Linked DNA regions of Zea mays: region 2 is linked to region 1. The links are chromatin contacts, called in public Hi-C maps. All regions are on one chromosome and are shown on one strand. Each heading gives the region's core, a stretch centred on a gene start, on an enhancer-like site or on the middle of the called end of the contact. The rest is flanking DNA. Distances are from core to core; before and after follow the strand shown. Region 1 holds the start of LOC100383754 (D-cysteine desulfhydrase 2 mitochondrial). Region 2 holds the start of LOC103651303 (phosphoethanolamine N-methyltransferase 1-like).

Region 1 (3,123 bases), core at 87-2,586:
TTCGACGCCATCTGCGATCGCTTGCTCTTGCATGTAGGGGGAGGCGGGACGCATAGGCACATGTGCGAATGGAGGGGAGGATGGTGTGCAGGGATGGGGCAGGTACTGGCGCCTGTATTTGGATGGCGAGCGGAGGCGGCGGATCCGCCAGATCCGGCACGCACAACTGTTGGGCGACGAGGATGAGGACCGGCAGGCGACGGATCTGGCAGAGAGGAGATGGCGTGCGGGGATGGGGCAGGTACTGGCGCGAGGTTGAAGCCGTGCTGTTGCCGAGGTTGGAGCAGGGGTTGCGGGGCGCCGTTGGAGCGGCTGGCGTAGAGGTTGTTGGCGGCGAGCGGATCGTAAGGGGGCAGAAGAGCGAGCGGCTGCGCGCGGCGGGGGGGGGGGGGGGGGGGGGGGGGCTGCGCGGGGAAGGAGGCGGGGGCGCGGGCGGCTGCGCGCATGTCGAGGATGGAAGCGGGGGCGGCTGCGGTAGCGGGAGTGGGATCGGACGGTGGGGATGGACGCAATCGGACGGTTGGGATACAGGCGGGGGCACAGTTGTGCCTGGTCTACACTATCGTCTTAAGGATTAGTAGAGATTTACGAAGGATTTCTATTTTATCAAGCAAACTATCATATGCTTCTTGTGAGTTGTTAGCTTTGCTTTTAATTTGTCATTTTTTGTTTATTAATTGATCATTTGCAGAAGTGTTTGCACTATCTTCTAATTGCACAATTTTATTAGATAGCCCAGCATTAAAATTTGCAACGAATTTTCTATTGTGACCTAATTAATTTTGATTTTAGCAATTTTTAAATTGATTTTTTGTTTAGTGCAATTTTTCCAAAAAAAACATGATGTCTTGGCCTTGCATATTTGCCTCTTGTTCTTGGGTACGGGCTTGTTTGGACAATCCTAGAGTGTGTCAGTGTGTGTGGTCTATCCGTCTGTGGTGTGTTGTACCTTCAGACTGGCCGCAGTGGATAGTGCTGAGCATCCCCCTCCCCTTCGTAGCGGCTACAACTCCCTCTTCTGACCCCGCAGCGCTGCCCCCTACACGTTACTCTAAGCATCGACACTCTTCTCTCTCCCCCTCAATCTAGGGGTTCACTGTTCATCCCCTACGTTACTGTGCTGTGGTACATGAGTAATTGTTAGTAGATAAAAAATTGATAGTAGATATATAAAATAATATTTTATAGTTATAGTGATGTATAAAGGGAGTATTTAGAGGAAACCGTTGTGGGAGATGAAAAAATAGGGGTGAAATGTTGACGATGTGACGTAAAAAAATAATATAGAAGAAAAATTTAGGGAACCGCTGCGGCTAGCGTCAGATACCACTCCTGGCGCCGCTGACTTCCTCAACCCTATGCGGCCGACGCCGGCGCTCGTCGCCGGTGGACGCATGGTAACAAGCTTCTTATCCGCCACTGAATGGATGCTTCCGTCTCCGGCCACGCAAGTCCACACCATCTCCGTACTTCCCTCCCGTCGCGACTTCGCCTTCTCCAACCTCACGATGTTGCTCAGGAATAGCGGCGGCAACGAGGGAGAGAGTGGCAGTACTAAGTTCCACGTAGTACGGGACGACCTCCTCCACCCGCTCGCCAACGGCAACAAGGCGCGCAAGCTCGACGCCCTCCTGCCCATCCTCCGCCGCTGCGGCGTTACTGACATCGTCCGTTCATCTCGCCAGCCCCTTTCCTCGCTTTGCATCTAGTTTTATGATATATTGGTAATTCTCACTGTCTCAAACTCCCAATTGCAGGTTACATGTGGGGGTTGCCAGAGCGCCCATGCCGCAGCTATCGGTGCGTCACATACTTCTGTAAATTTACTTGTTGAGTTCCAATATATCCCTGCAAATTTGTTTGCTCGAATCGCCCATATTATTTAATATAGACTAGGTGATCTCCCAGTGCGCATTGCTGTGGGAATTGAAAAATAATTCAAATGATCTCTCTATGAAAGAAGAGGCTCCTAAAACCAAGCCAAACCGTGTGGTGTATGAAATATGAATGAATAAAAGGTGTATATGCCTGCACGGCTGCACGGTGGTTGTAAGAGATGAGTTGCTTCATGAGGATTGACCTTTAGTTAACGATTACTACTGGACACAGTTAAATGAGGTGGAATCAAAAGAAATATCAGACAACTGGTGGCTGATTTGGGTGATGTGGCTTCATGAGGATTGTACTTTATAGCAATTAATGAATGCTACTGGCCTCCATCTATTATAGATATAGATTTGTGTAATGTACACATGTTTAAATCCAATTTTTGTTTTTGGATGAGCTTTTCCATGTGAATGGTACTAGTGTTGTAAATAGTGGGCTAAGGCATTTAGTGACCAGGGCTAATCGGGCTGTAGTGGCTAAGTTGTACATAGGAGTATAGGACTATAGGAGCATATAGCTTTACACTCTACAAACAGCTGTATCTGGATATAGTGGCAGCTATAGCTGGAGATTTAGAACTTTGAATGGTACTTAATGTTTTTTCGTTTCCCTAACAATTTATTTTCTCTGCATGTATCAGCGGTTCACTGTGCCGAATGGGGAATCAGGCCACATATACTGCTGAGAGGCGAGCAACTGGATGTTCCCACAGGGTATAATCTCATCTCATTGATGTTTGGCAATGTGACATATGTCTCTCGGTCTTTGTATGCCCAAAGAGACGAGATGCTTTATGAGCATGCCATAAAGGTTGCAGGATATAGTGGCACAGTGATGTGGGCAGATGAAGTTATAGGAAAGGGTTTGGGTGTAGATGAGGACACCACTGATGGAAATGGTTCAAGAAGAGTGATGATTGTTAAGGAAGGGGCAGGTAGTGTTCAAGCACTGCTTGGTAAGGAGCGATTCTTTTTGGCTAGTTTCCATTTATCATTCATGATTACACATGATGTTTGTACTGCCAATAAAACAAAATAAATTGATAGGATCATATTCTAGTCCATGCAGCTTTGACTGGTCACTGGTTTCACTTCATCATATTCAAGCTGTATTTCATCAGGACTGAGAAATTAAATTCTGAGCATTAAGATCACTATTATCAAGTACTTTGCACCAGCATATGTTTATTTCTTATATCTGTTCTGAGATTTCAGATTTGTAAAAGGAAAACTTTTA
Region 2 (3,370 bases), core at 558-3,057, 200 kb after region 1:
AGCTCCACCAGTACTCACGTAGCCATCTCCAAAGATACGTTCATAGCGTAGTATTCCAGTGGCTTTGTACTGCACATTGTCCAAAAAACTTTGAAATCCCCCATCTTCTGATGAGTTTACTTTTTTCCATAGCCAACATATCTGGAAACAATGAAGTCATGTTAATCACTTATTTCATAGGAATGAAAGCGCAAGTCTATGTGTAGGTGTGAGGACAGAGAAGTACCTGGTTTTGATCTTTCTTGATGTTTACATAAGCTCCAATGCATTTGAATGTAATCAAAGAAAGTTTGAAGGAAGTGCCATCCTGATTAAAGGTTTGGCATTCTTTAAATACCTAGATGGGAAAAGACATTATCAGCAAATTCATAGAAAGCTGGTACTCAATCTAAGAAAACTAAAGAGTGGAGTGGGTAAGAACAGAAAGATTTGAATTGACTGAAATCATAGGGGGGGGGGGGGGGGGGGTGCATTCTCACCTTGGTATAAAACCTTGGTTCTCGATAGTGTGTTGGGTTAAATTTCCTTTCTGTATCTCCAGTTTGATGGAAGCAAGATTCCCTAAAGAAGATATAACCACCGACCTTCAACCATTTTACCATTCTTTCTACCAACTTGTCAATCTACAGTAAGAGAGACAGTTAGAAAAATCGGAAGGGACAAACATATCCCAATTCAGGTCAAATGATAAATGTAACCTTATCCACACGAAAAGTTGCAGTTAAGTTTTTTCTTTAGCGATAGACCTTGAACCAGTTTATGATTCTAACGTACGGTTTGATCCTTACCTCCTCATCTGAAAGATACATCAGCAACCAGTTTGAAAATATCAGATCAATGGAGTTTGCTTCAATCATCAGGTCCGTGGATGTAACATCAGCACACATAAAGGACGTGTTGCCATAGTGATCATTTATACTTCCATTCTACAAAACGATCAAATTTCAGCTACGAAGCCCTGAAAATATTTACATCACGGGGGAGTGTAAATTTCAGTACCTTTTTAATCACACTTTCAACGAAATCCACTGCAAAAACATGCCCAGATGTTTTAGCCAGTTCACCAGTAAAGCGACCTATTCCAGCTCCCAGCTCCAGTATAGATTTCCCTTCATATGAAGGAAGTAAAGACAGAACCTACAAAAAAGAAGCACCGGTACATCAAAATTTGAAGCGTACAAGGCTACGATCGCACGAGCATTAGCACGTCCTCATGTAGTCATGTTCAAGCTGATGAATCACAAACATACGAACTAAAACTAAAAAAAGCCGAGTGAAAAATATCGTCGCGGGATAAATCACCTCGGGGCGCTCCTCCTTGTCGAGTTCGGCGGCACGGGAGTCGAGCATAATGGCCTCGAGGTTGAGCTCCCCAGAGTGCTCCTCCCAGTAGCTCTTCTGCGCCTTCCTCTCATGCACGTCTAGGCGGTCTAGGCTCCCTGCAACAACACAGCCAGAAACCATCAGTCCCCGCAGTCAACTCCAGGACTCAATTCTCATACAAAACCTGCACGCCATGTGCTCGACAGTTATCTCAAACCAATTCAAACGTTAAATGAGCGTGCAACGGACCGATCGCTTACCATTCACAGCGGCGGCGGCGGCGGCCATTACAGCGACCCCGCGCGTTTGTTTGTTGGTTGGTGAGAGTGTTGCCAGGTTAACAGCCCTCGACGGCGACGCGGGCTTGGGAGAAGCTCCGGGCCCGGTGGTTACAGGAGATGCATTCAGAACCACCGAATCATGGCGATGTTTAGAATGCGAGGAGGCGAGAACCGTGGCGAAGCGAAGGCCAGTGGAACTGTGGTAGGGGCAGTGGAATGGGAGAGATTTTGATATTTGCCACGATCAACCGTGATGACCGGTCCCCTCTCCCGCTGTGAGTGGATGCTGCACTGCGCGGCTGCGCCGGCGTCCTTTTCCATTTCCATTATTGCAATCATTGCCGGACCATGTCGGATTCCACGGGAAAGTTTCTTTAACCGCCACCGTATTCGCATGGCGTTTATAATATATCCATATATGATACATTATCTATTTACATGTAAAAGTGTGCCATAGACTATTACTAGTATAATCATATGTGTTGCGACGGCACACAATCATATTTATTTTCCAAAAAAAATAAATTTAATATTTAAATGAACATATAGTTCATATATCAGATATCAAGTTGATAAAAACAAATATTATATGTTATCTTAACCAAAAGACCAAAAAATGTATGAGTTCAAAAGGAGCTAAACCCTTTTTATAGGAACAACACAATCATATTTGTTACCAATAAAAAATAAATTTAATATGGAACATATGGTTAACATATCAGATATTAAATCGATAAGAAAAAAATATTATATCTTATTTTAGCTAAAGGACGAGAAAAGTATAAGTTGAAAAGAAGCTGGATCCATTTTTATAGAATAAGTTTACATGACTTCTGACCTTTAGAGAGTGGTTTACTTCACCCCCTCACCTTTAAAACCGTTTACATAATCTAATTTTCGGCAATTGACACGTGGCCACCGAAAAAAAATTTTACTTTCGGTGACTTTCTGCAAGCCATCTAAAATTAAAGGTTTAATTTTGGCGTATGACCGTCGAAAATTAGGTATATAGGACAACTACTTATCTTTCTTCCTCATGTGTTCTTTCTTCCTCACGTGTTTTTTTGTGTCTTCGCGCTCTAGTCAACGCCGAACCGCACCACTACCCACCACATATGTGCCGCCGCACAAGCACCCCACGCTTGTTGAGACTGCCCTGCTAGACCACGCGCTTGTGGAGACTCGCCCGCGCCGAGCATGCCCTGCCACTGAGCCACCTCACTGGTGTCGACCCCCCATGCCCCGTCCCTAACGTTGCCCTCGCTTCTGTAGCCTTCCCCAACGTAGTCCATCATGCTCATGGTCTCCTGGTGTCATCCCATGTAGGGATGTAATCGGATCGAATACGGACGGATATCACTGAAACCATATTTGTTTTCATATTTTTATTCGGATTCGAATTCGAATACGGATAGCTTCGGATACGAATACGAATACGGATGTTCTCGGATACGAATACGGATAGCTGTGTGTCGAATACGGAACTAGTCGGACACGGATATTGTCGGTAACGAATTTTTTGTCGGATATCGTGTAAGACATCATTGCACACATATCATGTTGTAATCATGTATCCACTCCTTGAGTATAAACATTTTCTGTATTATATGTGTACATATGTCACTTTTTTTTGTAAAATTCATGAATTTTTAGCCTATGTGCGTGTATTAATTTATTTTGCATAAAATCATCAAAATGAAAATAAGTTACCAAAACTAATAAACATTTTATAAGAATATAACCTCAAGTCTCCACATGAAAATGGT

Evidence for each region. Hi-C and Micro-C count contacts between places; a contact is called where the count stands out from the background.
Region 2: a Hi-C map of tassel shows a contact between it and region 1, with 2.4 times the contacts expected there. The contact joins the promoter of LOC103651303 here to the promoter of LOC100383754 in region 1. A contact is called at or near these places in 3 of 25 Hi-C or Micro-C datasets (ear, leaf and tassel).

Annotation. Positions count from the first base shown.
Region 1 is chr3:211,477,826-211,480,948 of Zm-B73-REFERENCE-NAM-5.0, forward strand. It overlaps LOC100383754 (D-cysteine desulfhydrase 2 mitochondrial), which reads left to right and starts at 1,337. Exons shown (of 6, transcript NM_001366833.1): 1 at 1,337-1,667; 2 at 1,758-1,800; 3 at 2,528-2,842. The coding sequence starts at 1,359.
Region 2 is chr3:211,674,537-211,677,906 of Zm-B73-REFERENCE-NAM-5.0, forward strand. It overlaps LOC103651303 (phosphoethanolamine N-methyltransferase 1-like), which reads right to left and starts at 1,808. Exons shown (of 12, transcript NM_001320968.2): 1 at 1,584-1,808; 2 at 1,303-1,439; 3 at 1,000-1,137; 4 at 789-926; 5 at 480-623; 6 at 227-337; 7 at 1-141. The coding sequence starts at 1,611.